2 separate regions of the Sus scrofa genome follow, and region 2 is linked to region 1. The links are chromatin contacts, called in public Hi-C maps. All regions are on one chromosome and are shown on one strand. The core of a region is the stretch at or near the end of the contact, and the rest is flanking DNA. Distances in the headings are between cores, read along the strand shown. Region 1 holds the start of CLDN3 (claudin 3). Region 2 overlaps TMEM270 (Williams-Beuren syndrome chromosomal region 28 protein).

What was found. Hi-C and Micro-C count contacts between places; a contact is called where the count stands out from the background.
Region 2: a Hi-C map of liver shows a contact between it and region 1, with 6 times the contacts expected there. The contact joins the enhancer-like site here to the promoter of CLDN3 in region 1. A contact is called at or near these places in 1 of 5 promoter capture datasets (liver) and 5 of 47 Hi-C or Micro-C datasets (alveolar macrophages, liver and subcutaneous adipose tissue).

Annotation. Positions count from the first base shown.
Region 1 is chr3:11,017,489-11,022,521 of Sscrofa11.1, reverse strand. It overlaps CLDN3 (claudin 3), which reads left to right and starts at 2,420. Exons shown (of 2, transcript NM_001160075.1): 1 at 2,420-2,906; 2 at 3,147-3,449. The coding sequence starts at 2,562. The coding sequence ends at 3,227.
Region 2 is chr3:11,070,302-11,075,334 of Sscrofa11.1, reverse strand. All of the region lies in intron 2 of TMEM270 (Williams-Beuren syndrome chromosomal region 28 protein), which reads right to left. Among named protein-coding and RNA genes, the nearest start is that of TMEM270, 14 kb to the right of the region's middle. Within about 2 kb of position 2,399, at least 5 of the 83 cell types and tissues checked have an H3K27ac peak or open chromatin away from gene starts, as enhancers often do. A contact at or near this core is called in liver, where this site is marked.

The sequences.
Region 1 (5,033 bases), core at 1,171-3,670:
CCACCACTTCGCTGCACAATTTCTCTGCACACCGGCTTGTCCGGCCCGGCTTGTTTTCTGGTTTGCAATACACTTTTGTGGCCTCCATTGTCATTCCAACCCGCTGAGGTGGGTCATGGAAACATCAGTTTCCTCATTTTGTTGAGGAGGGTACGGAGGTTAAGAGAGGGGACATGGCTTTCCTCAGCCTCGCGTAGCAAGAGCGAACTCACAGCACAACTAGCAGGAAGCCCACTCTCTGGCCAAAAGCATTTGTCTCGGGCCCCCACCCTAAACCCAGCCATACTGCCTGGGTCCTCTCTCTCCTAACCAAAAGCCACCCCACAAACCAGAAAACTGTAGCAGCCATCAGCCCACTGCCCTGGGCTTCCAGAACTTCCTCCAGGGCAGCCTCCACCCAGCACCAGCTGGGCCCTCTGGCCGGGCACTCCCAGCCCTGCCCAGCCCAGCCCAAGACCTTTGCCCCTGCAAGGAGTAGGACCCTGGTTTCTTCTGGCCCTGTTTACCTCACCCCAGGGCTTGGACACTTACAGAAGAGGACACAGGCTGCAGGCCTGTAATTTGAGAGATGTGGGGCAAACCAGAAAATCCCCTAGGCCCAGTCCTGTGAGGTTTCTCATCTCACCTCGAAGTGCCCCAGGTTGCTGCTAGATTCCAAAGTGCTCTGATTCAGGTAGCCCAGGAATGTCCCATTCTCACTCATTTACACCCGGAGGAGGGCACAGGGCAGGCAAGGTTGCAAGATGTCTCTCCTCCATTCAAGTCACTAGATGAGCTTTCTCTTGAGGACCCAGCACGGTTCTGGGCACTGGAGATAGTGCCGTGAATAAAACCAGCAGAAACCCTCGCCTACTGGGGGATATTCTGGATGTTCCAATGGCGCTAACATACTAGAGCGGAGAGAGAGGATAAAAAATAAATACCGTATAGAGTACGACAGCCAGTGTTAAATGATAAAGAGAATGTACTGCATGAAAAGGGGACAGAGGAGTTCCCGTCGTGGCGCAGTGGTTAACGAATCCGACTAGGAACCATGAGGTTGCAGGTTCGGTCCCTGCCCTTGCTCAGTGGGTTAACGATCCGGCGTTGCCGTGAGCTATGGTGTGGTTTGCAGACGCGGCTCGGATCCCAAGTTGCTGTGGCTCTGGCGTAGGCTGGTGGCTACAGCTCCCACTCGACCCCTAGCCTGGGAAACTCCATATGCCGCGGGAGCGGCCCAAGAAATAGCAAAAAAAAAAGACAAAAAAAAAAAAAGAGAAAAGAAAAGAAAAGGGGACAGACAGGACCCTGTGGGGTGAGTAGCTGTGATTTTAAATAGTTCGGGCAGGGAAGGCCGGGCTGGGAGCAAGAACCCAAAGATGGAAGGAGGGAGACATGTGATCATTGTCCCATGCAGAGAACACCACAAGGATGGGGTCCCTGAGGTGAGAGGTAGCAAGGGAGATGGAGGACAGAAGAGCCAAGTTCAAGGCCAGTGCTGTAGGGCTCTAAGCAGAGTGAGGGATAGCCCAGGTGTGGGGGCAAGGCGTCCCACTTTTGCCTGGATCAAATCTCTTTCACCGCCATTTCATTAAGGTCGAGCTAGGCACGGACTTCCTCGGGCCCAGCGGGAGGACTAGGGCTCAGCAGGGGAGGGGACTCAATGGGGGGGAGAGAGCAGTTCAGCTGAAGGGACCCAGGGTCTCCATGAGGGATAAAAGCTGATATTTGGGGCGGGGCTAGAGAATTTAAGTTCAACACAGGCTCAGGGATGACTGCTGGGCGCCTTTGCGGGTGGTCCCCGGTTTCTGAGCCCAGACGTCCGGGGCTGGCCGCCCCAGGGGCCTGGAACAGTCCGGGATCGTGCGCGGGGAGCTTTGCCTCAGAGGCTGGAGCGACCGAGCAGCAGGTGCGCAGCTGCCCGCTCCGGAAAACAGCCGCGGCCACGCCCACACTGGGCCCGCCCCGTCCGTGTGTGGATTCCCGGCAGCTGGCAGCGCCCCCTTCCACATACCTCCCGTGCCAAAGGCGCTGAAAATAGGGAGGTCGGTTAGGGAAGTGTTAAGTAGGTTGTGCTTTTCACCCCATTCCCGGGAGAATTCGTTCCCGAGCAGTGGGGGACCAGGAGCGAGGGGCGGGGGCTCAGGTCCCGGCCCCGCCCTCTCTTGGCACCCCCACCCCCGCGCCGAGAGCCACTCGTAGCCAAGTCCTTCCTCCCAGGGCGCCCAGTGAAGGTGGGAAGAGGGGCCACGTCACTGTCCCCAGGCCGGGGAGAGCGCGGCTCCGCCCCTCCCGCCCCCGCCGGAGTGCTGGGCCCGGATCGAAGACCAACCGGCCCCAGCCCAGGGCCAGCCCAGTCGCCGGCGCCCGCCTACAAAGCCACAAGCAGGTGCAGGCGCAGCCGCTGCGCGAGCGGGCAGAGCCGTTAGTGCGCGCGCGGTCCTCGTGTCCGTCTATCCGTCCGTCCGTCGGGGCGTCCATCCAGCGGCGCAGAGCCGTTCGCAACCAGGCCCCAGCGGCCCCGGCCCCTCGTCGTCCCGCACCCGGAGCTGCCCGGCCGAGCCGGCTTTGGAGCAGCAGCCATGTCCATGGGCCTGGAGATCGCGGGCACCTCGCTAGCCGTCATGGGCTGGCTGAGCACCATCGTGTGCTGCGCGCTGCCCATGTGGCGCGTCACGGCCTTCATCGGCAGCAGCATTATCACAGCGCAGATCACCTGGGAGGGCCTGTGGATGAACTGCGTGGTGCAGAGCACGGGCCAGATGCAGTGCAAAGTGTACGACTCTCTGCTGGCGCTGCCGCAGGACCTGCAGGCGGCCCGCGCCCTCATCGTCGTCGCCATCCTGCTGGCCGCCTTTGGGCTCCTTGTGGCGCTTGTGGGCGCCCAGTGCACCAACTGCGTGCAGGACGACACGGCCAAAGCCAAGATCACCATCGTGGCGGGCGTGCTCTTTCTGCTGGCCGCCTTGCTCACCCTCGTGCCGGTGTCCTGGTCGGCCAACACCATCATCCGGGACTTCTACAATCCCTTGGTGCCCGACGCGCAAAAGCGCGAGATGGGCTCCGCGCTGTACGTGGGCTGGGCGGCCGCCGCACTGCAGCTGCTGGGGGGCGCGCTGCTCTGCTGCTCGTGCCCGCCGAGAGAAAAGAAGTACACGCCCGCCAAGATCCTCTACTCCGCGCCGCGCTCCACCGTCGGGCCGGGCACCGGCACCGGCACGGCCTACGACCGCAAGGACTACGTATGAGGGGGCAGCCGCGGAGAGTCCCCACCACCCCCACGAGCTCGTGCGCCCACCAGTCCTCCGTGCGGCCTTGCATCCGAGACCAGTCCACCCAGATGCTAGGCAGCTCTCTCGCCGGACTGGGAGGGGCCCGCCCGGTGTCACCCTCCCCAGCTGCCACCCCTCCTCGGGCCGGGGAGCGGGATTGCGGAGCCCAGAGACCAGTCAGCACGGACCATGAAACCTCGCCCCTCTGGAGCGCGGGGCCGGGGTGACCGCCGCTACTTGCCTGCCCCGTCGGGCTGTGGCCTCAGAGCCCTCGCTGGGCAGGGACCCGCAGTCTTGAAAAGGGCCACTTGATATTTTTCAATAAAAACCTTTCGTTTTGCAGTTGCCGGCGCCTCCTTGTCCCGAGTGCCGACAGGCCTCCTCCGCCTTGCGGAGCGCCCCCGCCACGGTTGGCCTTGGCTGCATTCTGCTTTCCCGCCGCCCAATAGGAAGCTGAGAGAGGGCTAGTTTCGGTAGCTGAGAAAGTAGGGTTGTAAATGGGGCTGAGTGCTCGCTAGCCAGGTGGCCCTTTGACCTAGTCACTGGGGGTTCAGACGGGGAAGGCCCCATCTCTAGCGGCGGATGTGAGCGCTTCCAGGCACCGGGAAGAGGGAGGAGAGTTCAGGGACCCCCTTCTCCAGGGTTTGTGCCTGGAGCGCCGGCGGTCCACAGGCTCCTGCACACCTGGATGGCCCCTGTGGCCGGTGAAAGAGCACATTCAATGCTACGATTTCATATTTGAGAAAAGAGAACAAAAAGATCTATTGTTCTGGTAAAACACCCCCCCAAAGGAAGCTGGGTGGAATCTTTGCACTAGAATGGAGAGAGGGGAGACAGGCGGGCGACATTTTCTTCCTGAAACCCTTGAGGGAGGCTAAGGGGGGTTGGGCGGAGGGACTCAGATCTCTCCGGTGACACTCTAATGCCTAAAGTAAACAGGATTTGGAAGCACTTGTGTCTTGGAGAAGGCACAGGAGGTTCAGGCAGTGGGGAAAGGGGCCAGTGTCTGGAGCCAGGAAAGCGGGGGTTCCACTTGCCTGGGTGGGTAGCAGAGTCAGGGAGGAAGTGACAATGAGGCCCTGGACACAGAGGAGGCCAAGGCCCAGAGAGTCTAGTGTACAGAATGACAGACTTTGGACCTTACTCTGATGTAATGGGAATCACAGCAGGACAGTCACAGCAGATTTACACTCTAAAATGACCTCTCCAGGAGTTCCTGTTGTGGCTCAGTGAGTTTACAACCCAACAAGTATCCCTGAGGATGCAGGTTCCATCCCTGGCCTCAGTCAGTGGGGTAAGGATCCAGCACTGCCGTGAGCTGTGGCATAGGTTGCAGACATGGCTCTGATCCCCTGTCACTGTGGCTGTGGAGTCGGCAGGCAGCTGCAGCTCCAATTTGACCCCAGGTCTGGGACTTCCGTATGCCGCAGGCATGGTCCTAAAAAATTTATACATAAAATAAAATAACCTCTCCAGCAGCCCCTGCAGAACTGGGCCTCAAAGAGGGGGGGATGAAAGTGAGAGATCATCTTAGAGGCTATGCAGCCCAGAAATAATGCGGGGACCTTAGGACAGGGGACACGTCCTGGTAGGGGCTGTAAAAGAAGCAGGATGAGCAGGGCTGCAGAACCATTTGGATATGTGGGGTGAGGGAGCAGAAAGAGGTGGGATAACCCCAATTTTCCACCCTAGGTCACTGATTGGATCGTGGTGCCATTGACCAAAATAGGACCAAGGCTGCTGGGGAAGATGATGGGTTCCGCTGTGAGTGAAGTGAGTTTG
Region 2 (5,033 bases), core at 1,150-3,649, 53 kb before region 1:
CTTTTGGAAAATTTTAAAAGCACGCCCTCTGGTGGCAGGACTCTGTGAGTGCAGGGCACTGGTAGCAGAGGGTCCCTCAGCCCTCACACACAGGGCGACCTCAGTCTCACGCCCTTACTCCGCGAAGGCAGGACACGACCTGCCCAGCTGTACATGGCAACCGTCCATAATGAGTCGCTGGAAGGTCACAGGTGACCTTTGCCCAGGGCAAGTCCTGTTCACCCACTTGTTTCCCCTCTCGGAGCAATAGCTGGGGTCCGGGAGGGTGGAGCGTGCAAAGTCCCTCCGCTCTGTCCTGTGCCCTTGCCCCTCCCCCACCCACCCCTTCTGTCTCCAACATTAAGGCCCTGCGGGGTCGTTGGGTCTTCGGAAAGGCCTCCTTGCACTAAGTTTTGAAGGATGGGTAGGAGTCTTCCAGAGAAGAGAGTAGGAAGGATGGTCCCACGGCAGGAATGGCACGGGTCTAACAACTCAGTAGTACTAGGTCATAAAGTGAGACAGGGGGTAGGTGGTGAGGTCAGCAACGGCCACATGGGTCAGAATATTCTATCAAATGATAGGAGCCATTGAGGACCCAAGGCAACAAGGCGCTAGAGATCGCTGGGGACTTTACAAGGGAAGAAGTTAGACGAGGGCAGAGAAGGGGTCTTGGGGAGCAAGGGGGAGATTGGATAGGAACTCACAACAATTAACCTTCTAGACACAAGGTGATGGGGCTGAAGTGGACAGATGCCAGAGATGTGTAGACGATGGAACGGAAGGGTTAGAAGCCATCACAAATGATGAAAGGGGAGTTCCCTTGTGGTGCAGCAGGTTAAGGATCCAGCACTGTCACTGCTGTGGCGAGGGTTAGATCCCTGGCCCAGGAACATCTGCATGCTGTGGGCGTGGCCAAAAAAAAAGGTGGTGAGAGGTCCAAGATGGTACCCTCCTTGCAAGCTAACCAGTCAGCCTGTAAGAGCATCTTGGATGCTGGTAGAAGGCGCAAGACTCCTGGGTCAGAGATGATGGACAATGCATTACAGCACTAGCAGTAAACTAGGGTATAAGTATTTTGCATTGGTCTTTTGAGTCCCAGATCCCACAGGGTGACATAAAAAGGGGCAGAGGGTACCTGTACCCGAAGTGGGTATATTGTGGAAGAGAAACCCTGAGCTTAGGGAACCCAAATCTTTTCTGATGGGCAGTAAGCAAGCCTGCCTCTGCTCCCGAGAGAGACGTTATCATGCTGGACCATGCCTGTGCTTTGCACGAGGAGAAGTTATACCTTCCAAGTATAACTGGATCCTAGAAAGATCACCCAAAATGAAGAGCCATCAAGTCCTGTGAATAAACTCAGGACACCTGTGGGGAATTGTTTCCCAACAGAGGAGTGAAGGAAGAAAGGTGAGGTGAGGCAGAAGTCAGGGATACACCTCAGAAGTCTTGAGCCAAGGGTGGGTGGAGGTGCTGCCCACAGAGGTGGGGGATGGAGGAGGAGCAGGTTTGGGGAAAAATCCGATTGCTGGGAGTGGGATGGCGGAGGCTGAAACCAGAATTTGCAATTTGTTTTCCATCCTCTCTCTCCTCTTTGGCTTGCCCCCCACCACGGCCCCTCTTAAAAGGAAACAACAGGCCCACAATGGAGTCACTTGTGCTAAGCTCCACCTGGACTTCATATTTAACCTAATTGTAATTTCAGCCTCTTGGGCATAGGATTTTAAGCCAATCCACCAGGAATTTCCTGGTCAGCACTTGCAAAGTAATCTAAGACCCCTGCCTTCCTTTAAGGGCAGGTGACCTGAAATAACCCAGCCTCTTCATTTCTTTGTCCCACCCTCCTTCTGCCTAGGAAAGCCTGCCTCTTTGTACAGCTCCTCGGGGCACCTTTCTCCTTGCTGGCCGGGAGGCTGACTGTGATCAGTGGTTGAATAAAGTAAATCAGATCTCCAAACATACGCAGTTGAATTGGGGTTTTTAACAGATGTGGTGGCTGTGGTAGGACCCAGAGTGAAATTCTGATGGTTTTCAGGGACAATGGGAAAAACAGGTATGGTACCTCGAACCCCTTTTTGGGTTCAGTCTTTCTGTTCATTTCTGAGCCCCAGGGTAAGTTCCTTGTGGTTGTGGGCCCTGCTCTCTTTGCATCAAGCTCCCGGTCTAATTGGCTTTCCAGTCTGTTCCCCCATTTGTTTAGAAATCCCAGCCCTTGATTCTCTCCCCAGATTCCATGTTGGGAAACTGCTGGTGGTTTCGTCTGCAGTTTCCCATTTGTCAGGAATCCTCCCCCAAATTCCACCTTGGCAACTGCTATGGCCACTGTAGTTTCCCATTTGTTTGGAAGCAGTCTGCTGTCTTCATTTGCTGAGGTCTGCTGGTTCCATGCTTTTCCCCAGTCCAAAGTTCCATGGGGATTGTTGGTGGTTACCAGCTGGAGTCGGACTGAGTCCAACTTGAGCCGGACTGGGTCCATAAAGGCTAACAGGGACCTCAGACGCCAAAAAGCTGCAAAAATTGGTAGGTCCTGTGCAAACACTGGAGACATCCAATCCAACTGTCTCGGAAAAGAAGAGCAGACGTCAAAACACGGGATCAAGATTTTCTACTTTAACTAAACATGAAACTCTTTCTTCTTCCCTTTCTTTCCTTTCCTCTGGCCTAGGTCTGGAAAGATGATGCCTTCAGCTCTGTCTCTCAGGCCATTGCTGAGGAAAGAAGCTCTGGAATTTAGAACAGATTCTCACGCCATATGCACTAAAAACCTGACTGACCCGTGGCTTAGAAGTAAATACAAATGCGAATTTGATCAGAAACCTCTCGAAACACTGTAGATTCCGTTGCTAAGACACTAGCTACTCAGGAAAGCTCCTTAGACTCTGGCCAAAGTTGTTCTTGATAACAGGATTATCTTGTGGCTGAGCAGGTCTGTGGCCAACCCCACCTGCTGCATGCACCGGGAGTGAACACTTCTGGGGAAGCCGAAACTCAGTTTCATAAGGTCACTGAGCAAAGCATTTGGCTTGGAAAGGTGACTCCTCCAATGGGGTCTCTTTGACTTAATTGGATTTTGATTAGTTTGGATCCTGGGGACCCACGGCTTCTGAGGACACATGTTTGACAGTGAAAATTGTCCTGCTTATAGTTATAATTGTATGCCTGGTGCATTGCATTTTCTCAAAAGCTTTAAATGCTTGTTCACAGCCACTAATCACCCAGCAAATCTCCCTGAGGCTGGACTTCAAAAACGGAACAAAGCAAATGATCCAGTAAAAAAAAAACTGTGTGCCTGGAGGTGTGACCTGTGAATACCACACCGACTCAGCAAAAAAGCAAAAAAGCAGCATCAACAAATGCTGTGAGAACTACAGAGCAGCAAAGTGAGGGGTAGTCGTGTCTTCAGTTCTGATCACATCTCTCAGTTGAGAGTTTGATCAAAGGGGGAGAATTGCTAAAAAGGAACAACAGGCCCCAAATGGAGTCACCTGCGCTAAGCCCCACCAAGACTTAATACCTAACTTAATTGCAATTTCAGACTCTCAGGAGGGCAGTTTTAAACCAATCAGTCTGAGAACATTGTAAATCAACTGGAATAAACAATTTTTTTAAGGTCACCAGCAAGCATCTATTTTATTTTATTTTTTTTTAAGCATTCCTGTTGTGGCTCAGCAGGTTAAGAACCCAACTACCATCCATGAAGATGAAGATGCAGGTTCCACCTCTGGCCTTGCTCAGTGGGTTAAGGGATCCCGTGGCGTTGGTGGGCAGCTGCAGCTGCGATTCACCCCCTAGCCTGGGAACTTCCATATGCTGCAGGTGCAGCCCTAAAAAGAAAACAAAACAAAACAGGTGGGAGCTAGAAATGGCACACTGCCCCCTTCCCCTGCAGGGCTGACCCTCAGGGTACCTCTCAAGCTCCATTAGGCCCAGGTCCCAGGCTCGGCTCTGATTCACCAGTGTGCTCTTCTTGGTCCCCTAAGCTAGAGGCCTCTCTGGCTCTGTGGCTGCCAGACCGCAGAATGGAGGGACACGCAGAGTGCTGGAAATCTGGTAACAGGCGAGGCCTCCCTGGAAAGTGAAATCAACCCAGGGGCTCCCCCAACCTAGCTCAGGGAATAGCAGCCCAAGCCATGCAGTGCAGGCCCAGGGGCCAGAACCCCCAGAGTCATCCCATCTCCTTCCTTCCTGACCTTCAGAGGTGGGCTGAAGGTCAGGACCACTGTGAATCTTGTTCGCTACTGTGCCCCGTGCCTGGAACAGTGCATGGTGCATAGCAGGAGCTGCCTAAATATTTGTTGAATTAATAAGTGATTGAGAAAGGCCTGAGATCCCTGTCAGGCTGTACATAAGGGCAGCAGGAGCTGCCGCAGAAGAACCCCCAACCTGGGTCCCTCAGTAAGAAACCCTCTACTCCTCTCTCATTCCTACTCAACACATAGGTTCAAGGCCATCCATGCGCTATGTAGACTCGGCCAATGCACCCCGCCCACAAGAAGGACCAGGTGCGATAACCCGGTTGGTTATCCGCCGCCGCCGCCTTGCCTAACGCCAGAGGGCACCATTCCCCAGTTTTGGCCCCTCTGCAGGGATTCTCCTCCCCAGTCCTGGACCCGCGGCGAAAGAGTTAGGAAGCCTGCCTTCAACTTCCTCCCAGCCCCAGGGGCTCCCCGATGCGCGTGCCGGATCGCGGCGCCACCGCCTGGGGGCAGCAGACACCAGGGGCGCGGGGGCCGACGCACCTGAGCGCGCTGCGAAAATTGATGGAAAGTTTTCCGGGCGGGCGTTAATTTTTGTTTTTTCTGAGCCTGCGACAACAAATACGCGTCATCCTGAGACGTTCGCCCGCTGCAGGTCCCTGGGTGGCTAAAGGCGAAACCACCGTGAAATGTTCTGGTCTGATATTCTTTTTTTTTTTTTTTCCCGTTTCAATATTAAAACGTCGCTTTATTTCAAATCTTTTTTCTTCCAGAAGTACACAAAAATAAGGATGTCGTCAAACTTATTGGAACTTGGTTTTTTGGCCACGCCCACGTGGAAGTGCCCCACCCCGGAATCGA